Linked DNA regions of Mus musculus: regions 1, 2, 3, 5, 6 and 7 are each linked to region 4. The links are chromatin contacts, called in public HiChIP or PLAC-seq and promoter capture Hi-C maps. All regions are on one chromosome and are shown on one strand. Each heading gives the region's core, a stretch centred on a gene start, on an enhancer-like site or on the middle of the called end of the contact. The rest is flanking DNA. Distances are from core to core; before and after follow the strand shown. Region 1 has its middle 33 kb from the start of Gdap10. Region 2 holds the start of Fam110c (family with sequence similarity 110, member C). Region 3 has its middle 23 kb from the start of Gm40361. Region 4 holds the start of Hbp1 (high mobility group box transcription factor 1). Region 5 overlaps Gm40376 (predicted gene, 40376). Region 6 holds the start of Lamb1 (laminin B1). Region 7 has its middle 5.5 kb from the start of Gm33484.

What was found. Promoter capture Hi-C pulls out the DNA fragments that hold promoters and counts their contacts. HiChIP or PLAC-seq counts read pairs in DNA pulled down with a chosen protein or histone mark.
Region 1: a contact with region 4 is called in a promoter capture Hi-C map of the 3T3-L1 cell line, with 4 times the contacts expected there. The contact joins the enhancer-like site here to the promoter of Hbp1 in region 4. A contact is called at or near these places in 8 of 39 promoter capture datasets (the 3T3-L1 cell line, 3T3-L1-derived adipocytes, the C10 cell line and 4 more), 1 of 484 Hi-C or Micro-C datasets (cortical neurons) and 2 of 115 datasets of contacts at active chromatin or transcription factors (astrocytes and extraembryonic endoderm stem cells).
Region 2: a contact with region 4 is called in an H3K27ac HiChIP or PLAC-seq map of extraembryonic endoderm stem cells, with 5 times the contacts expected there. The contact joins the promoter of Fam110c here to the promoter of Hbp1 in region 4. A contact is called at or near these places in 1 of 39 promoter capture datasets (the C10 cell line) and 3 of 115 datasets of contacts at active chromatin or transcription factors (epiblast stem cells, extraembryonic endoderm stem cells and pancreatic cancer cells).
Region 3: a contact with region 4 is called in a promoter capture Hi-C map of the C10 cell line, with 4 times the contacts expected there. The contact joins the enhancer-like site here to the promoter of Hbp1 in region 4. A contact is called at or near these places in 6 of 39 promoter capture datasets (the 3T3-L1 cell line, the C10 cell line, cranial neural crest and 3 more) and 1 of 9 other capture datasets (embryonic stem cells).
Region 5: a promoter capture Hi-C map of liver shows a contact between it and region 4, with 2.9 times the contacts expected there. The contact joins the enhancer-like site here to the promoter of Hbp1 in region 4. A contact is called at or near these places in 4 of 39 promoter capture datasets (3T3-L1-derived adipocytes, hippocampal neurons and liver) and 2 of 115 datasets of contacts at active chromatin or transcription factors (bone marrow-derived dendritic cells and pancreatic cancer cells).
Region 6: an H3K27ac HiChIP or PLAC-seq map of trophoblast stem cells shows a contact between it and region 4, with 2.1 times the contacts expected there. The contact joins the promoter of Lamb1 here to the promoter of Hbp1 in region 4. A contact is called at or near these places in 11 of 39 promoter capture datasets (the 3T3-L1 cell line, 3T3-L1-derived adipocytes, the C10 cell line and 7 more) and 4 of 115 datasets of contacts at active chromatin or transcription factors (embryonic forebrain, epiblast stem cells, extraembryonic endoderm stem cells and 1 more).
Region 7: a contact with region 4 is called in a promoter capture Hi-C map of hippocampal neurons, with 4 times the contacts expected there. The contact joins the enhancer-like site here to the promoter of Hbp1 in region 4. A contact is called at or near these places in 5 of 39 promoter capture datasets (the C10 cell line, hippocampal neurons, liver and 1 more), 2 of 115 datasets of contacts at active chromatin or transcription factors (astrocytes and fibro-adipogenic progenitors) and 2 of 9 other capture datasets (adipose tissue and embryonic stem cells).

Annotation. Positions count from the first base shown.
Region 1 is chr12:32,855,444-32,858,444 of GRCm38.p6, forward strand. No RefSeq gene overlaps it. Among named protein-coding and RNA genes, the nearest start is that of Gdap10, 33 kb to the left of the region's middle. Within about 2 kb of position 1,593, at least 50 of the 459 cell types and tissues checked have an H3K27ac peak or open chromatin away from gene starts, as enhancers often do. A contact at or near this core is called in 3T3-L1-derived adipocytes and liver, where this site is marked.
Region 2 is chr12:31,072,584-31,075,377 of GRCm38.p6, forward strand. It overlaps Fam110c (family with sequence similarity 110, member C), which reads left to right and starts at 1,385. Exons shown (of 2, transcript NM_027828.2): 1 at 1,385-2,739. The coding sequence starts at 1,458. The coding sequence ends at 2,723.
Region 3 is chr12:31,143,952-31,146,919 of GRCm38.p6, forward strand. No RefSeq gene overlaps it. Among named protein-coding and RNA genes, the nearest start is that of Gm40361, 23 kb to the left of the region's middle. Within about 2 kb of position 1,505, at least 34 of the 459 cell types and tissues checked have an H3K27ac peak or open chromatin away from gene starts, as enhancers often do.
Region 4 is chr12:31,948,885-31,951,584 of GRCm38.p6, forward strand. Hbp1 (high mobility group box transcription factor 1) reads right to left here and starts at 1,361. Exons shown (of 11, transcript NM_153198.3): 1 at 1,312-1,361. The coding sequence starts at 1,326.
Region 5 is chr12:32,767,146-32,770,113 of GRCm38.p6, forward strand. Gm40376 (predicted gene, 40376) reads left to right here. Exons shown (of 3, transcript NR_168680.1): 2 at 2,908-2,968. Among named protein-coding and RNA genes, the nearest start is that of Gm40376, 44 kb to the left of the region's middle. Within about 2 kb of position 1,451, at least 74 of the 459 cell types and tissues checked have an H3K27ac peak or open chromatin away from gene starts, as enhancers often do. A contact at or near this core is called in 3T3-L1-derived adipocytes, bone marrow-derived dendritic cells and liver, where this site is marked.
Region 6 is chr12:31,263,904-31,266,613 of GRCm38.p6, forward strand. Lamb1 (laminin B1) reads left to right here and starts at 1,390. Exons shown (of 33, transcript NM_008482.3): 1 at 1,390-1,698. The coding sequence starts at 1,662. Gm32899 (a long non-coding RNA gene) reads right to left here and starts at 1,189. Exons shown (of 2, transcript XR_381427.4): 1 at 1,107-1,189.
Region 7 is chr12:32,913,206-32,916,042 of GRCm38.p6, forward strand. No RefSeq gene overlaps it. Among named protein-coding and RNA genes, the nearest start is that of Gm33484, 5.5 kb to the left of the region's middle. Within about 2 kb of position 1,441, at least 4 of the 459 cell types and tissues checked have an H3K27ac peak or open chromatin away from gene starts, as enhancers often do. A contact at or near this core is called in hippocampal neurons, where this site is marked.

The DNA.
Region 1 (3,001 bases), core at 343-2,842, 910 kb after region 4:
TGCCGAGATACCTGCCTGAGAACCACTGTCCTATATGTACGGCTTCCAGAGCATTGATGCAGGACTTTACCCCTGGGACCAATGCTCTCTGCCCCTGTGTTAGCAGTGTTATCTGCCCTGTTTAGGGAACAAGGCTCAGCACAGGATGGCCAAGAATTGTCCTCTGAGGATCATAAAACTTGTCATCACCCTAGCCTGCCTGTGGATGGAAAGGCCACTGTGTTCTTCCTACAGGAAGCAAAGAGGAGGGTAACTTAACTGAGAAAGGCAGCTCGAATGATTTTCAGACTGCAAATCTACTGACCAGTCCGAACACATCCTTTCCTGCCTTGTGCACACAGTAACTCTAAGGCAGTTGTATCATAAAATTTACATGCATTAAAAAAGTTCTAGACTTTTCTGACTGACTTTTATTCTCTATAATATCTAAAAAAGTACTGCTTTTAGTATCAAGCAAAGAAAGCAGTATTACAATATTGCAGGTGCTGAGCCAGACGGTGGCATGCCCAGGGCTTCTCAGGGAATGTGTGTCTCTGATTACCTGGTGGTGGATGAGCGAGCAGAGCTTTCTATTGTCTGGGGCTACTTGCCCACCTTGGGAGTGGGTGGGGACAAGGCAACAAACTAAACAACAACTGAATCTCCTATTTTGTGTATATGAGACTGCAAGAGAGGGGACAGGGGAAGGGTAGATACCTCATTCCTCTCAGGTGGTTTTGAAACAAAGGACAGATAAAATTATTTTTTAAGTTGGAATATATATATATGTATACATACATATACATACATACATATACCAGACATTGTGAATAGTTGATTATTTCGAAGCCATGAAGCCAAGAGACACTACCTTGATAAGTGAGACTTTTAACTCATGGGCTGGAATTATTTCTTTGGCAAGCCCTTGCCTAGTTCTGCCCACTAAGTTAGAGTGTGTGCCCTAGGGTCTACACTAGGGCTTGACATACAGAACGCACTCAGCTGTCACATATTGGGAGAGGAGGCTCATTAGTCAGAACTCTGTCTCACTCTGCCCTGCCCCACCTAGCACTACTGTCAAGCCATGATTCAGTCTCTATTGTACATCTGCTCAGTACACCCCAAGTCCTCATTTCATCAAACCAAAAACTGGTGCTTTTTAAGACAATAAAATAATAATAACAACAACAACTAGCAACTGGTCAGCCATTTATCTGCAATTGTGGGAAATTCCAGGCTGACATTTCCTCCTATTGTCCTAGAAAAGGGTCTGTCAGGACCAGGAAGGGCCATTTGACTCCTAGCCTGCCTCTTGTGCTCCTGACTGTATTCATCAACCAGATCAAAACAGACCGTTCCTCCTCACTGTCTGCCCACGTATAGCGTCTCACTCCAGATATGGTTTCCTTGTCACTTTCTCTAGAAGGTCCCTTCCAGGAAACATGTCTGTGAACCTACAGACAGACGTCACTTTGGTTCTGCCGTATGATGAGAATCCTGGCCACTGTGCGCCGTGTCTGCATCTTGCCACACCATCCTAAGTGTATAAGTGGGTATGTGTCTGCTGCTCTTCTGCCAAGGTCACACACAGCTTTTAGGGAACAGGCAACTGTATTTCTTGATTGTCCGGCTCTATGTTCCCTTTTTCTGGAGCCTCAGCTGACCCTCTCCCTTGAGACAGACTAGCCAAAGCATTTCCAGTTATTTTTAGTTTCTTTGGCTGCTGACTTGGACGGTTTGGAAGGAGGCAATATGATGGTTTGATTGGTCTGTCTCAAACCACAGCTCAGGCAGTTGATGGCCACAGCATTGAGCAAGGGCAGAAAATGCATCCATAGGTTGGATGAACTTGCCAAATGGGCAAAGAGGACAAGATGGATCAGACTGCCCTGATCCGTCTGAACGTGTGCAAACGGGGCAGCAGTGGACCTACCAAGGGAGGAAAGGGCATCTTGCCTGCCTGCCTAGACTCTGGAGCAAAGCCATCTGCATAAGACGAACTGTCCAGTGACTTCCTCCCAAGCTTCTCTCCCTCAGGGATGTTCTGGTGCCTGGGAACTGCAGGAAGCTGAGAGGACTCATTCCGGCCCTGAACTTGGGGGAGCTGCCATACTCACTCCCTAGTGATGCTGACAGCCTCACCAAGCGAAGTCCCTCCATTGGACTGTGCCCCCAGAAGTGGAATACATGAAGTCACGTGACTATTGCTGGGCTACCCAGTCAGCATAACATCTGGTCCAGCTTTACTTAAAGGATTGTTTTAAAGATTGTAGAATAGATAGACAGACAGAACTGTTGGGGTCCAAGAATTGCCTCACAAGCCACAAGAACTCCGATCTCAGTCAGATAGGGATAGTTTATCGAGCACACACCACAAGACTGGTCGACCAGGGCCATAGTCCAGATCTGGGAACTGAACCATGACCCTGAGTTAAGACCCAGTGTTTTTAAGCCCAAAATCCACAAGTATCTGTGTCAAGTTATTTCACCAATCAGGATGTAGGGATGGGGGATTCCCTTGGGAACTTGTCTCTGTTGTATACTTTCTCCCTCCTGCCCCCATTGGTTGGGGTATTCAACTGTGACAGGAGACTTGCCTTGTCTAATAGTCACACCTTAACTTGTCTATCAGGATGGGACTTGTCTAAAATTCGTGTTTTAACTTTCCAACTAGGATGTCAGTTTCCCACATACATGTCTCTTTCTGCCAAGTCGGATGTCAGTTTCTAGGGAGGTCTTGGGAACCTAAACTTTACTTGACCACTGTTCAAAATGGAAGTCTTATTCCAAATAGTTTCTTATATTGGTGCAGGTGTCTTTCTTGTGTTGGAGCCCATCCCAGGGGTAGTTTATAAAGTTAAATACCATAAAAGCTTATACATAGATGCAGGAAGTGCTGTTGGGTCGTTGGTTCAGGTCCAAGCTTATGGTGAGTAACTATACAAAGCAGTTCTACTGACCTCTATCGTGATTGGGTTCCCAAGGGCACAGACTATAACAGAATATGTCATCAATATCGGCA
Region 2 (2,794 bases), core at 135-2,634, 880 kb before region 4:
GACGTGGTGTGTAGGCCTTCTTGACTCCATGGGAGAAAGTAACCCATTCTAGGTACTCATTCTCTGGGTCTTCTGTCTTATATTCTCTTTATTTCTCTCTGACCCTCATAAGTTATTGAGTACCGACCCAATTTCCAACAAGGAAAAAAAAAAGGTATCTCATTTCCTCATTTCCAACCAGACTATGTGGACAGTCTGACTTTCTGACTTTCGGCTGACTTGGGTCCCCACGTGGTTCTCCCGTGGCTCACTAAACACACTTGCTATGCGCCTCTCTTTTTAGGAAGGCTTCTCTACCCCTCCTGTGGTACAATGGCACTCAAAGCTCTTTTCCAGAAAGAATTGGACTAAACCCTGCAACTGTATGTCCAGAGCATTTAACTGCAGCTTGGACTGGTCAGCACGACCCAAGACCCAAGACCGCCCCCACAAAGGAGATAACGTGAGCATTTCACTTGTCTGGCAGATACTTTCAGTCTTCTGTCCAACTCTATGATCGATGGAATTTTGGAAATATCTTCTTAAGCTTTCTACAATCTTGGGCTGATTTCCCTTGTTGGCAAGCCCTAGGTTTTCTAATCACCAGGGTTGATTCTTACAGGTGTTAGGGTTTTTCTTAATAATAATAACAACAACAATATGGTAATGAGACTTGTGGCACCAGCCAATGACTTGTGGATTTAAGTCGGGTCTCAGGTGGTTCTTGGGTTCTGTCAGCCCACACTAATCTTGACATGGTAAATGTTTTCTTTCGTACCCTATTTCCTCCAAATCGTACAAAAAAAACTACAGAAATAAAACGGAAAATTTCCAAATGTAATGAGGTCACTTTAAGAATTAAAAGGACATATTGTTTGTGTGTATGTGTAAAGGTGGATGCGGGGGGGCTGGGCGGAGCGCTTCTTTCTGACCCTTATCTCTGGACTCTTGAGCCCCCAGTAAAGAAAGACCTCAAAGACTCTGAAAGCTAGAAGGAAGCCTGAGATGCCTGGCGCTGAGCAAGCAGGCTTGGTCCCTCGCAGCCTCACCTTGTGAAACTTCCCCACCTTCCAGAAGAGGGAGTGTGGGGTCGGGGGACGGTAAGACAGAGGAGAAGATTTGCGAGTATTGGCTGGAGACAAGGGATGTTTGGATGTAGTAAGTAGGAAACAAGAGATAGGGCACCTGACAGGAGGCTGGGGGTGGGGTTGTGGGTTCGTGCCCGGGAAACCAAAAGGTAAGGGGCGGGGACAGCAGGTGTAGGAGGTTCAAGTCCTGGGTGGGAGGAGCCAGCTGGCGCCGGAATGATTCACCTTTCCCAGCCACTCTGGCTCGCCCCAACTCCGGATCTGGGCGGAGGGGCCGTAGGGCGTGTTTCCCCACCCCTTGCGGACTTCGGAACGGACTCGGGCAGGGTGGCGCCGGAACTTAAGTAGTCTCTACTGGACACCAGCCTGGTGGGTTCGAGTCCTGCAAGAATGCGCGCCCTGCCGACCCTGGACTCGCTTGCTAGAATGCGGCCACCTCTCGGGGACCCCAGGGCAGCGGAGGACACTCTCACCCCGCGGCCAGCGAACAAGAGCGCTGTGGAGAGACTGGCAGCGGACCGCGCCAAGTATGTTCGCAGCACGCTGGGATCTAGCCGGGGTCCTGTATCTGAACACAGGGTCCCTGAGGCCCCAGGGGTGCAGCACCGCAACCCGATCCCTTCGGCTCTTGCCCCAGCTCCTGTAGCACGCAGGGCTATCGCTCGAAAGCCTCTGAGACCTGATTCGTTGGTCATCTATCGGCAGAAATGTGAATTCGTACGAGGGTCAGATGCAGACTGTTCCAGAGTGGGACTGATGAAGAAGTTTTTCCAGGGGTCTGGCAAGGACAAAATGGCAGTGGCCCCTGAGACGACCAGGGTGGCGGATGAGGATAAGACGACGAAGGAAACAGAGGCCACTTGGACTAAGTCGAGCCAGGCAGCAGCCGCCAGACCAGCCTCTATGTTACCACCTCCAACCCCTGTTGTAGCCGTGAAGTCCCCAGCTGAGAAGACCAGGGTGGCGAATGAAGATAAGACGACGAAGGAAACAGAGGCCACTTGGACTAAGTCGAGCCAGGCAGCAGCCGCCAGACCAGCCTCTATGTTACCACCTCCAACCCCTGTTGTAGCCGTGAAGTCCCCAGCTGAGAAGACCAGGGTGGCGAATGAAGATAAGACGACGAAGGAAACAGAGGCCACTTGGACTAAGTCGAGCCAGGCAGCAGCCACCAGACCAGCCTCTATGTTACCACCTCCAACCCCTGTAGTAGCTGTGAAGTCCCCAGCCTTGCCTTTTGAAGTGGCTCCCAGGGTTCCTGTCGGATGCTCCGGTGTGCAGCTGCGGGTGTCGCGTAGCAAAGGATTGCAGCGCTCTCAGTCAGATCTCAGCTCCCGCTACTCGATAGCCAAGGCTGAGTCCGACACCTTCTTCAAGTATTGTGGCCTGGACCCTGACGTAGTGGAGGCTCTCGGGAGGGAGAACTTTTCTGCTGGATCCGACTGTGTTACACTCAAAGTGCGTAGCGTGAGCATGGCTGCTTCTGATAGTAGCTTTTCCAGGCACAGCGAGGACGGGTTGCAAGAAGAGGAACTCCTGGAGCAGGTGCCTAGCACCACCTCGGTAGTAGAAAGGAACGCCCGTATCATAAAGTGGCTGTTTACCTGCAAGAAGGCCAAAGAAACCCCCAGCCAGAAATTACAGGGACCTGCCTGATTGACATCTGATCCAGGTGAGTGCCAGGAAGCTGGAAGGTGGGGTTTGTGTTTATGCGTGCTGCTGGCTAA
Region 3 (2,968 bases), core at 255-2,754, 800 kb before region 4:
AAAAAAAAAAAACCCTCAATATATTTCAGACTGGCACATGTGATCTACTGAACTACAGCTACAAATAGTCTAAATGACCACTTGTGTGACTTACACAGTAGCATCCTACCAATTGTCCAAGAAAGAGATGCTAAGCTGAGCATGTTCTCCAGAAGCTACACATCAAGATAGACCTGTGCATCGCCCATGATGAGACCCCACTGTGGGAGCCATTGGCCATGACAAGAGACTATGCTTCTTTAAAGCTGTCTTTTGTTTGGGTCAGAGGCTTCTGCTGCTCTTCTTAGGCAGAGCTGGGGCAAGTTTATTTACATGTGGAATTGATTTAACATCCACTGGGCTGTAGTACCAAAAAGATTTTTTTTATTTCTTCAATACTACGACACTGAAGCAAATAAGCTTATGATATGGACCTCTTAAAAGATTAGTTTGCTTTGGAAGACTCTGAAATCGTCATTAAAACCATCACTAATTTTAATCGGCAGATTTTATTGAGCAAACACAATAGTAAAGTCAAAATGAAGTAATAGAGACGTAGCCACTAAGTAAAGTCCTCGTTAAGCTTAAATTCTAACTTTGGAGATGGTCGTATAACGTGGTCTTGAAGAACTGATAAAGATTTGGGAAACAGAGCTGAGGATGACAACTAAGGTGCTGGCCTAGCATGGACAAGAATGACTCTGGGTTTTAGTCTCTGTGCAACACACACACACACACACACACACACACACACACACACACACAGCATTTAGAGAATGGATATAATAAGGTGACATATGGAGTATGGCAGAAGGCCATGGAGTAAGACAATGTTAGCATTTTAGACAGTCTCTTTGGGCTGGTGAGATGGTTCATCAGGGAAGAGCATTGACTGTTCTTCCGGAGGTCCTGAGTTCAAATCCCAGCAACCACATGGTGGCTCACAACCACTCGTAATGAGATCTGACACCTTCTTCTGGTGCGTCTGAAAACAGCTACAGTGTACTTATGTATAATAATAAATCTCTAGACAGTCTCTTTGAGGTTTTGCTGTTTAAATGGAAATGTGAGGATAAGTGAGAGAAAAGAGAAAGATTGAGGTTCGAGATCAGCTTGTACCAAGACTCTATGGCAGAAAGACTTTGTGTACTGGAAGAAGAACAGGAATGAAATGTAGCAAGTGACACAGGATAAAGAATAAAGACAAAGTGGTCCTGTGTGAGAAACAGAAAACCCTAGGGCCTGTCTACACTTGAACAAGGTATGAATATCTGCTATGAGTCAGCAAAAACATGTCTGACAAGGGCATGGGCAGGGTGTGATGGGAGGGGGAAATCTATGAGTCAGCACAAAATGTCTGATACCTGATATTTGGAGAACCCCAAAATAAACAATTACATAGTCTGTTATAGAACTATTTTTGGTAGAGTGTGACTTTTCTGTGATTCTACATGAATACAGTCTTACTATCAGAGGCCAGAGCCTTTGCCAGCCTGCCTATGTGTGTTTGTCTGTAGGCTTGTAGACCTGCCACTGTGGGTCACTGTGGCCTGTGTGTCACTGGCCCTGTGCAGCCCAAATGAACTGGCATATGTCTGGATGCTGGCCAGTAGTTGCCTATCTATCAGCAGCCTTTATCAGGAATGCAAATAGTCTCCTTGAAGTCTCTCGACCTTCTAACCTCCTTTCCTGACACCTAAGCATTCGTGTCACACACCAGGTCTGACCAGGACTGGGCCTGGAAACCAGAGTAAGGAAATACAATTAAACAAAGTTTGCTGAGTGTCTGCCCAAGACCAGTGCTATTGTTCATGTTTTCTGGTACAGAGGACTACAACAAACAGCCACTTCCTGGAGGCCTACGAAAATCTGAGTCTTTCCAGAGAGTCAAGAGCTACTGAGCAGCCCATCAGCAGTGCTTTGAAAGTCGTAAGGAGCTCTTTGGGTATTTAAGAAGAGCCTCAACTGTACACATTCGTTAAGCAAGCCTAAAGGGCAGGCTTGGCTTTTGGCACCTTCGAATCCCCAGGCTAAGCAATCAAGGTTCCTTCCAACTGACAAATGAGACCTCTCTAGTCTGCAGGGCCGGAGACTGAGCTGCGCTGCTGAGAGATGAGTAGATGGACTTCTCCTAAGTTTACAGGAGTGGTATGAAGATGTTTGTCAGGGAATCCTTCCGACCAAATAAAACTATAACATCTGAGAGGAAAAGAAGGAGAGAGGCAGAGAAGCCAGGACCCAAGGAGTTCCTTGATTTCCTGCCAGGCATCCCTTTCATTGTGTGGGGGGAAATGATTCAAACCCAAAAAGAACACTCCAAAGCATTTTCCTCTTAAATAAGATGAATTTTCCTCTTAAGTTAGTTCAACGTGAATTCAAGGATTTTTTTTTCAGATGTATACATTTATGAGATTTCTAACTCACATTTTACTTTTCTATTATATTTTTAAAACCTATCAATGGAAACAATGATATTCTGTTATTTCCTCTGCTCTTTTATTTTTAGCCAGATTGAAAGAGTAAATATAGTAGGGACGGCTTGTTTTCAATTCAAATCAGCTCTGATTCTTTATTTTTAATTTTAATGATGTTTTCCAGGAAAAACAGAAATGCTTTGTTGGCGGCTCCCAAGCCCCACCCGACAACCACACCACTGAGAACATAATTACAAGTTTCAGACCAGGAAGAGAAAGGAATTGGTGACAGCTGAAAACAGTGTTCCTTTCTGACTCTTCTTTTCTTCATGTTTTAATAAGATTCCTTTCTCCTTGTGTGGCTTCAGTGATGTCACTGTAAGAAGCTAATCCACCCAAGAGGAGAGAGTCCTCTAGGAACACATTGTATTTTCACATTTTAAAAGATCATTTCCCTTCAGAGAAATCAGAGTGTATTTCAGGCATATTACTCAGAACTCTTCACTCTTTCCATGCAGAGGAAGAAAACAGCTCTGTATCTTTCATTAGGAGAAGAAGAAGAAGAAGAAGAAGAA
Region 4 (2,700 bases), core at 111-2,610:
GAGCTATAATAGAAAAAAATTTAAAAAGGTTCTGAAATTTACTAGTCGAGTTGAAGTAATGTTCAAAAGCCTAAGGTATCTCGAAAACTTGTCTTAAGTTTTCTTTTTTCAATGTAACTCCACTTCCCCCAATACTCTTGGTTCGACAAAGCTGGGGTTAAAGGGAGAGGTGAAACACCGGAACCAAAACACAAAATTACGGCTCCAAATCACCGCTGTAACTACTTAAGTATTTATAATTGCTAAAATCATTCTTCGACTGTAACCCATCCTAAACCCCCGCCCCTCTCCCTAGAGAATAAAGCTCCCTTAAGCCCAACTGAGTCCCCCCCAGCAGGTACAAAGTGCCAGGAACCGTGTCCCGCCCAGCTGTCAGTGCCTTCGCCGGCTGAGAAGTCCCAGGGAGTGAACTCCGGAGCGCTCAGCGCCGGGAGCACGCGAAAGCGAGGCTCGGGAAGCCGGCTGCGCCCCAACTCCTTTTTGTTTTGTTTAAATCGGCCTGCAGAGGGAGGAGCCGGGCCTCGCCCGCGGGCCTAGTCGCCGGGTCAGGCCGAGCAGCGCCTCCCGGAGCCGGCCAAGTCCACCCCCACCTCTTTCGCCATTCATCGCTTCCTCCCCTCCCCCCCATCATGTGACCGCAGCCTGGACGCCAGGCTTGTTTTTCCCCCTTAGCGCAGCCCCACCGCGCACCGCGCAGGCGCCTCGGAGCCCATTCATTCGAACTGCGTAACAATGAGCCCCGGGCCCGACGGCTCCGCGAGCTCCCCCGCCCGGCCCGGGCCCCGGAGGCAGCTTCGCCTCCCCGGAGCCCCCGGCCCGCTGGAGCTCGCGGCCGGCGTCCGCCCTCGGCCCCCGCAGCGGGGAGTGGCGAGGCAAACTTTCCGGAGCCCTCCGGAGCGCCAGGCCCCTCCCCTGCCCCGGCCCCTTCCCCGCCGGCCCCCACCGCGAGCGCCACCGAGCCCCGAGCTCCGCCACCCCCACCACCCCGAGTCCTGGGAGCCGCGGCCGTCCAGGCTCGGAGAGCTCCCGGGAGGCCCGGACGGCGGGTTCCGCGCAGGGGATCCAGTGCCCAGAGTCCCAAGGGTCTCCGCTCTCGCGGCCGCTGCCCGGCCCCGAAGCTCCAGCCCCTCCCTTGCCCACCCCCCACCCCTCAGAAACCCCGCGACCACACAGAGTCAGGACGCAGGCCGTCTGTCGCGACAGCGTCGCCAGCTGCTTGCCTGCGCGTTTCCCGACGGCTGCCCACCTCTCTGTGGCGCGCCGCGACTCCCACCGCCGCGTTTACTCCTCAGCCGAAACTTTCCTACTTACCAAACCCGTCGCCATTACCAAGTCTTTCAAGCTTCGTCTTCCCCCTCCCCTGAAGCCCCCGGGGGGCTGAGCCTTCGTCCACCTTTCTCGTCTTTAATTGGTCTGAAGAACTGCCACTCTAAGGTTCCGCCTTTCCATTGGAAAGTGCCGTAGTCCGTCTCGGTGGGCGGGCATGTATTGACTTTTCTCTTGTGTTTACTGGAGAAGGTGGCTTGTCAATCACTACAGAAAGCGCTTTGGATTGGATTGCTGCCGAGACACGGGGGACGGGAGCCAAACTTTGCTATCGAAGTGGATTGTGGGTTAGTAGTCTCAGCCTTGCTCCTTAGCTGAGGAAATTACCGGGGGGGAGGAGCTGACTGAACTACATATCCCAGAGGTACGCGCACAACGCAGTCTTGATAGTAAACAAGAGTCATAGGGACACGTGTATCAGCTCGTTTGTTTTGGTGTCTGAGACAAAAGGGAGGGGGCGGAGGATAGGAGTGTTTTAAAGCCAGGGCCACCTCTCTTCCTTTAGGCCTCCCAGAGGGCCTAGAGCGTCCTTGGTTGGGTATTTCAGCACCCATTCCAGGCCATAAACAGCAGAGTCGCTTGCTGCTCAAAGTTTGGCTGGTGGCCAAGGTATTGTTTTAGTGCGAGGGGAAGAAGATGACTGCACAAGCGGAAGCAGTGCAGGCTAGCCAGGGACTTGATCACTTACAAATCACGGCCCAAGCACGTTGGGGATTACAAAAGTTGATTCAGTACTGCCCTCCCTTAGCAGATGAGCTAGACAGATTTTTTTTTTTTTTTTTTTTTAAACTTAACCAGCCCTTGACTCAATACGCCGCCAACAACAACTGGGGAAGATTTACCAGTGTCCAGTTTGACCAGAATTAGTTGAGACACAGCCAAGTGCCATGTACTGTAGGGTTTAAGAATGAGACAGTATCGGACTCAAGAATTTATACAGCTGTTTAGAGTACTGGACTATTGCTTTGAATTTGAGGCATTCGAAGCGATGTTTCCTTATTGGCCTACATTTTCTTTTAAATTAATACAGAGGAGTGTAGATAGACTGTATTTGTCCGAAGTTAGTTGCTAGGTTACTTGTGTCTTTGGTGAATATTTTTAACTGTCTCTCCCTCCCTAAGCGTTCAGACAGAAAACTGCCTTTCCACTCTGTTTCTACTAGAAGTTCCTCCTGATTTTTCTAAGGGAGTTACCAAAAGTGGGGAATGGCTTTTCTGTGTTAGTTGCTTCCTTTTAAAGGAGGTTGCTCATAGCATCTGGGTGCAGTCAGTCTGTAATTGGCATTTTTACTATTCACATTATAAGCATTACTATAGGCATTATTGAGCTTTTTTTCTTTGAACATGAAGTGTTTAATCATGTAGGGTATGGATT
Region 5 (2,968 bases), core at 201-2,700, 820 kb after region 4:
AGTCTGCTCACAAATGGCAAAGGAGTCCACACACATTCTTGTTGGCTATACCAAAGCAAGATGGGGGGGGGATTTTAAAACAGAGGGGTTTTTATTCTTTAATATTGGTGTGTATGGAGGTGGGCAACATCTCTCCTTCCATGAGTTTCTAGGATTAAACTCAGTTTATCAGGCTTGTGCAACAAGTACGTTTAGCCACTGAACAGTCTCGCCAGGCCCAAACCATGAGACTTTGATCCTTACGCAAAAGTCTAATTTCACTTCAGAATCACTTGCCATCTGGCAAAAGGTTGAGTGAAATTTCTAATGAAGGTTCAAGTCAAATGTGAATGACTAAACCAGAAGAATCCCCCAGTATATGGCCATCTCCTTTGTGTAGTACCAACAAGAGGTAAAAAGTTGGTGCTTTGATGCAGCAAACCTGCTCTATCAGGCCCCTGTACCTCCTTTCCTAGCCAAAGCCACTCCTCTGATGCAAGTTCCCTCATCTGTCATGGGGCAATAGCATGCACTTAGAAGTACTGCTGTTGAAATTCTGACAATATGTTGAAAATGCCAAGGACAATACCTGACATGAATAAGAACCATCTTCCAGACTAAATCTACTCAACAAGACTCTGCCAGGGGATCTATGAGAGCAAAGGCTTATAAAATAGGCCTGGTTTCAATAATGTGACATTAATTCAGTCACCCTTTTATCCTGGAAAGGGCATTAATTTCACTAACGTACAAGCAACGCAATGTTAGGTTACACACAAGCAGTCAGGATCATTCCTTCTCAGGGTTTAGTTTCACTGGAGCAAGATGACTTAGAAGGGTAAAGCAACCCCACACTACAGAACCATCCGGACTCTGGCGAGCAGTGTTAACAGAGCAGAATAAAAAATGAATGGAATGTTTGTGCTGGAACTTTAATAAGAATTTAGCTAGTTTCTACACTACCGGCACTGAAGGCTATTGCCTCCCAGATGGAAAGTTGATCTTGATCTTTTTTGGCTCTGGGTCCATCCTCCCTTTAGGAAAGTTAGACTCTCTTATGCAAACTGTTGCTCACAGGTGAAAGTGCTCCGTGCTACTTCCCTCAGTTTGAGGTGTCAGGAAAGACTCTTGGGGGCAGTTCTATTCCACATGACCTAGTGGAGAACTGAAGACCCTTCAGGTGACTCTAGAAGTTACACAGAGTCCAAGACAGGTCTGGACCCAGGCACACACACCCCCAAAGCATGTTCTGATGGAATTGGAAGTGCCAGTGACCTTGAAGCATTTGCTTGTTTACTCAGAATGCTTAGGAGCTGCCCCCTCCACTGTGTTGCCCTGTACATTGTCCCATGCCCTAAGCTTGGATCATACCCAACTATCCAAATAATCTTGACGCCTTTTTCTGGGGAGTGGAAGACTGGCAAGCCACCAAGCCCTGGGTGAGGTGCCAAAGTCCTTGTTATGTAAGAAACCTGGTTGCCACCCTCATGAGAGTGTGGGAGTTTCATAATGCTGTGTCATTCCCCTGGTAGAAGTGATGTGTGATTTGGCAGTTTCTAAAAGCAAAACCAGAATATCATGAAGACAGGGTCTCAGTCAGATCTGCAAAAACAAAAATCCATTTCCTTGATTTCTAACCAATGTGCCCAGAACATTATTTTCAACTAAGAGTCTCAATGTCCAACCTGTTAAGACTGTCTATAACTTATTCAAGCTGGTTTATATTTTGAAATTAGGGAGCCTTGACTAATAAACTGGAAGAGATTTGTAGGGAGCACCTCAAGCAACTAACAACAGTATCTATGACGTCCATTGCAATTCTTGGCATCATGCCAGCATTTCAGGCTTCTCATTCCCTCCACCTGACTTTTTGAAACAAATACTATTACTCCTCCATTCTACAAAAAGGGAAACTTGAACACAAATTGGGTAGGTCCCCCTAATCCTGAGTCAAAAGAATCTCCCCTCTTCTTCAAGCTGCCCATCCTGGAGCTCAGAGACGTGGGATCCAGTTCTCATCTCCCTTTCTCCTTCCTTACTCTCAATTCCAGTCCCTCTCCCTCCCTTTCCTCCTTCCCCCTTCTCTGCCTCTTCTCACATCCAGTAAATCATTAAACTCTATCTTGCTAAAGCTGATGGATATTTTAATCAGTCACCACCCTTTACATCTGTAGAACGTGTCATAGAAACTCTTTTTCTGAGATGCACATCAACAATGTTAATTCCTATTTTATAAAGGACATTAGTCATTTGGGCACTATACCCAAACCCTTGACTGTGTTGAAGAAACTTCTCTGTGTGTCCTGATGAGAGTTGCTCACATGTTTCCTTCTCTCTGTGTAATGTACAACTTGACTACCAGACCTGGATTTAGCAGCCCAGTTGTTCCAGCCCTGAGATGCCAAGTCTGTATCTGTGAAGAAGACAAGAGAGTTGGGATATTAGCTATCGTGGCTAGTAGCCGGGATCTATAAGGAGTTATTTCTACTTGTGGTAATATTAGAAACAGAATCCAGTTGTGTAAGGTCCACAGCTTCCATGCCTGCCCATTGTTCTCACTTGTCTCCTGAGATCTAGGGCCAATTAGACATTTGAGATTGAGTATCTCTCTTAATTATTGAAGAAAACCACAAATTCCATCATTAATGAGAGGTGGGTATTTGGCAATCAAACAGAAGCTGGTAGATAAAGGAAGCCCAGACTCAAGTATTTCCAGTGCACATGAGGTGTAATGTGTCCATTGAACGCACGTATTTTTGGAAACTATCCTGCCACCCTAGAACGATGAGAACATTGGAGGCAATGGGCTTCTTTTCTCTGAGAATATAAAGGAAGGGAACAACAATCTTAAGTAACCAAACTATGATCTTATGCCTTGGACTGAACCTAGGGACCTTCAACATCTGTGCAAATGTTTGTCTCTTTCAGAAGCCGTACTCAAGAGCTGAAAACCAGAAGCGTTGCTTGATACTACAGATCACCAAGTCAC
Region 6 (2,710 bases), core at 140-2,639, 680 kb before region 4:
GGTTGAGCAAGGAGCATAGGTTGGCATTATATTATTAGACACCCATTGCAGAATGAAACCCTTTCGACTGTAGGGTACTCTCAATCCCTGCAGGCTGTGCAGCCAGCCGTTGGGAATCCCAAGCATCTGCGGGGCCAAATACTGGAGAAACTGCATCGGGGCAAGGGCTGATTTGGAGAATAATTAACACAGGTTTCTAAACTCCAAGAACAGCGAACTCTATGGTCTAATGATTATAAACTTCCCTAGGCCCAATTTCGTTTCAGCTGAGTTAAAAACTGACCAATCAGCCGCTTAATCCCTTCTCCTTGTGATGGCTGGAAAGCAATCACACCTGACTAGTCTAACAGCTGACTTAAGCTCCCTCATTCCAGGGTCAGACTAAGGAACACTTAAGGCAGACAAGTTGGGCTCTTACAAAGGTTTGGGGTCTGTGGTCCCCAAGCTCTTTTTCCTTTCTAAGGTTTCCCCAGTGACAGAGACCTTCTGTTTACCCCCACTTAACCTTGAAGCGCTATGAGAGGCTTCCTTAGAGCACCCCCCCATTTCCCCTCCCTGCGTGCTTAAGGTGGTTGCAGGATTCTGTTTGTAGTGTGGAGAAGGGTGTCTCATCAAAAATCTCCAACTTCCTGGCTGTGTCAACCCTTCCACCGTGAAGTGGGAAAAGGAATTCAAGAAATTACCCGGGATCAGGTAACACAGGTTATTTTGTGTATATTTTAACAGAAGAGAATTCAGAGCTATAACCCCCTGGGTACCAGAGATTATAGGTACGTCCCGAATAAATTCGTGCGCAAAGAATGTGCAGCCACTGGTGTCCTTCCTATGAAATAGGAAGACACCACACATGTAGCACCCACCCACGCAAAGCTCTAGCTCTTTGATCCTGAGTCGTGGTGTAAGGATGCTTATAGGAGCTCAAGTTCCTAAGAGCCAGACAGGTTGACCCTTTTTCTAAGGGCTTAACCTAGCTCACCTCCCTCTAGCGCTAGTTGCCAGAGTTCCTAGCCTTGGGCACATTTCGTGACTCACTTCTTATAAACGTAAATGTATAAGTCCGCGGTAGGTCCTACCGGCCCCCTTTGCCGGCCGATCTACACACCTACCTCCGGGACCAGCCCCGACGCATCCCTCCCCAGCTTGCTCCACTTGGGAAGCGCGCCCAGAAACGGACCCGCCAGCCCACGCTGGGAACTCAAGTACCAATGCCCTACAGCTTCAGCAGACGCTGCCTTAAAACAAAAGAGGCGCCTGGGGAGGTGGGACCTGGACCTCAACCCCCACCCCTAGCCAACTTGCTGTCCTCCGCCCCCTCCGCCCCCGCTCTCCATGTGCGCATGAGCAGAGACGCCTCCCTCGGTTCCTCCCTAGGCGAAACTTTCTAATTCCCTTCTTTGGGCCGGTGGGCTGCCAGGAGCGGGTTGAGCGCTCGCCCAGCCGGGTGAGGAGAACAAAGTAGTTAAGCGACTTGACCCCCTTCCTGGGCCCAGCCCCCGCTTCCGTGGGAGCGGCAGGAAATGGAAGGGCCCCTCTCCTCTCTCCCAACATTTGCCTTTTCTCCCCGCTACCTCTCCAGAAAGGAAGACCCGAAGAAAAGACAGGCAGCTTGCCTGCTGCGTCCTCCTTCCCGTGCCGCGTCCCCTCGTCTGCGAGGACTGGACATGGGGCTGCTCCAGGTGTTCGCCTTTGGTGTCCTAGGTAACTCAGTAAGGGTTGGGGGGAGGGGTGTGCTCCGGCATTAGGGAAGAAAACCCCCAAACCGGTTTGCCCCCGCTTTGAAGGCAGTTTTGGGGGATCGGGGGAGAGAGAGTGGTTGGAAATGACGCCGTGAGATCGCCACCGCTCTCGCTTCGGTGGTGGCCAGGGACCGCGCACGCGGAGCTCCGCGGACCCGCATCCACTGGGTTCTGCGCACAGAGCTCGCGCTCCTGCAGGTTTCCGAGGTGATCGCTCCAGGGCTTTGCACCTTTTACCAGTTAAACGCTGTTTCCCCACTGCGGAAGGCAGGCTCCCTGCTGTGGCTGGGCAGACTGCGGAGGGTCCTGGAAAAACCAATTACGCACAAAAGTGTCGGGGCCCAGAGCAGGCTTCGACTTGGGAACAGATTGGAGCCATGTGGCTTTAATTAACCATCCTTGTTTGTCTCGGGGTGGCACCATGAACAGTTGGGCCGGGTGCTTTGCTGGAATGGCGAAGCGTTGAAGCCACTACAGAGACACACCAGTCGTCTCTAGCTCAGGGCTTCTGTGGCAAACGCGGTGCCTCACCCGGCGCAATCGCCGGTGACCCTGGCGCGTGCACGCGGACATATTTTTGTGCCCCCCCCCCGCCCCCAGACTAACCACACTCACACCGAGGATGCGCGCACTGCCATGTGCACGCGGGTTTTCATTAGCGGGTGTGCAGCGCTTGGCAGGGTCAACCTCACTGCGCCCTGGTCCAGGCACTTCGAAGTGACCGGATCACTCTGTCCACCTTTCATAGAGGGGTAGATCAGAGTAGACAAAAAAGTCAGTTGTATTTTCTGGGTGCTGCGCTCAGCTGACTGCTAGTCAAACCTAATGACGATTCTGAGTCTTTTTTTTTTCTTTCATCCTTCTGTCTTTTCCTTGTCCCAGCTTTCCAGGCCTTTTCTGCGCCTATCTCTCCACCGTGTTTTTTCTATGTAGTCTCCTTTCTTTTTAATCCTCTCTGTCTGCCCCTCCTGCTG
Region 7 (2,837 bases), core at 191-2,690, 960 kb after region 4:
AGAATCACAGGACCCAAGAAATGGAAGCAACCTAAATGCCTATCATCTGATAAGTGGATGAAGAAAATATGGTCCATAGGCATAATGAAATGCTATTTGACCTCACAAAACAAATGAAACCCCATCATTTATGATAAGGTGTACCTACCTGGAGGTCATTGCATTTAGTCAAATAAGCCAGACACCATGAAATGAGCTCACAGTACTGTGTAGTCCACAGCGTAGACTCAAGGAAGCCGAGAGCAGCATGGTGCACCCCAGAGGCTGTAAGAGCAGGAGAAGGGACAGATGGGGACAGAGATGGTGATGAGGTGTCTATCGGTGGGACTGAGTCACAGTACAGAGGGAGAGATAAGTCCTTCTGCGCTGTTGCTAAGGAGGATTGATGACAGGTGAAGACCACATGTCACATATGTTTTTAAAGTTAGTAGAATTTGCAATGTTTTAGCATAAGTAAATAATAATCGAGGGAGGATATAAGTATGTTGACCCTAATTTACACATTATATAATATATAAAATATTATTATATGTATATATTATATATTATGTGTTATATATAATATTACATTATACATAATATATAATATTATATATTGTATTTAAAGGGTAACTAAAGTTTTCAATGTGTTAGTTAACTTGATTGTGGCAATTATTTTGTAAGGCTTACATGTATCAAATCAGTATGTTGTTGTATATATTAAATATGTACAATTTTTGGTCAGTTGTTCTTCACTAGAGCTGGAAAATATTTTTTTAAAGACGCTATTCATGAGAAAGACTAAGTCAGGCCTAGTGGCACAACCTATAATCCTCACTATTCAAGAGACTGAGGCAGGAGGATCATAAGTACAACTTTGCCTGGTGAGCACAGTGAAACTCTGCCTCAGAATAAAATATACTTCTTCAAAGATTTATTTTATGCACATGAGTACTCTATCTGCATGTATGCCCACATACCAGAATAGGGCACCAAATCCCATTATAGACGGTTGTGACTGAGAACTGAACTCAGGACCTCTGGAAGAAAAGACAGTGCTCTTAACCACTGAGCCATCTCTCCAGCCCCCCAAAAGAGCTAGAGGATGCAGCTTAGTGGCGGAGCCCTTGCTTAGCATGCATGAGGCCTTCGAGTTCACTGGATTCGCAGAGACACAGACAATGAAAAGGGAGAAAGATGAAAGGAAAGATGAGAAAGAAAAGCAGAGAAGACAAGCCACAAGGTATGGGAGATGACCAGACTGAAAAAGCTCACAAAGGATGTGGCCCGTCCTCTGCCTCCCAACAGTACCGCACATCAGCCTGACTTAGGAGCACTGCACTTAGCTGTAGTGTTCAGACCATTTCCACAACCACCTCTGAATATGCATGTCAGCGTCTCACCACTCTATCAGCAAGTTTTGTTACTGTCAGACCTAAGTCAGCCGACTCACAAGGGTGTTCCTTGGTGAGGCTGAGAACAGGGGTTGCAAACCAGCAGACTGTGGGCTGGAACCAGCCTGCAGACATATTATATTTTGCCTGCACTGACAAAAAAAAAAAATGCTTTAAAAGCTGCCAGCATTTAAAAATAGAGAGTGCTCTATTAAAACTCCAACTGTTCTTTGACACTGGAAGGGCTCTCTTTGCTCAGAATTCAGTATTCAGTGAAAGTTTGTTGGATGTCACATGTAAAATCTGCACTTGGTGTCTTCTCAAAGGGTGGGACTGATAGCTGGCCTTTTATGTAAGGTCACAAGACCCCATTTTTCTTACTCTTCTGTCAACTTTAGAACATTAATTCTCTAAGGAGGCAGTAATGCAAGCCTTCAATTTTATTGGCTAAAGTCACTCATAATTCCTTTTTATTGTTGTGATGTTTTCAGAGTCTATGGTTCTTTTCATTAATGTCATAGTCATTTACCTTTCTCCTTTATGTGGGTAATGTTGCTGGAAACCTATCTTATTGTTCCTCTCTGTGCACCAAGTTTCTGTTATTTCCTTGCTATTGTTACTTCCTGTGTTGATTGTTTGCTTTTATTATTTCTAGGTTGCGTTCTTTGTATGTGGTATGGTGGATTTACTTCTAAAGTTTTGAGGTCTGAATCTTTAGTTCCCAGATATTTTCTGATGTAACAATGACCTCATTAGTTCCCGAGTACTCTCTTAGCTGCACCTCACAGGTTTTGAAATATAGAGATTTACCAATCAATTTTAAACCATTTTAAGTTTAATATCATGATTTTTTTTTTTTTTTACTTTGGTTCAGAAGTTTTGGTGGATTTGGTAAGTTAGCATTCATTGTCCATTCCAAATCTCTCTGTATGCTAAGAAAGTATTTCGGAGTCTGGAATGTTGAAAGCCTCATCTGCCAGACTCCTTTGCAGCTACAGTTCTGTGACTAAGGTTCTTCTACTAGATATATTTTTACATTGTTTTAAAGGTAGAAAGTTAACACCACCTTTCTGCTGAAGCAAGGTCATAGTATGTATGTTTATTTCTACTTCTGCAGTGTTCACATTTATATTCCCTCGCCCCCTTCCCCCTCCCTCCCCCTTCCCCTCCCCCTTTCCCTTTCTCTCTTCCTCTTTCCCACATGGGAGCCCAAAGTTGACATTGGGTATCTTCCTTGATCACTCTCTACTGACTTCATTTATTGAAGCAGGATCTCTCAGGTGAACCTAGAGCTTACTAATCTACCAGTCTATCTAGATAGCTTGCCCCCAGGGATACCATGTCTCTGGCTCCCCAAAGATGGGATTACAGGCAGCTACTATGCCTACCTAGATTTTATGGCTATTACATGGGTCCTAGAGATCCAAATTCTGGTCCTTCCATTTGTGCTGCAAGCACTTTGGC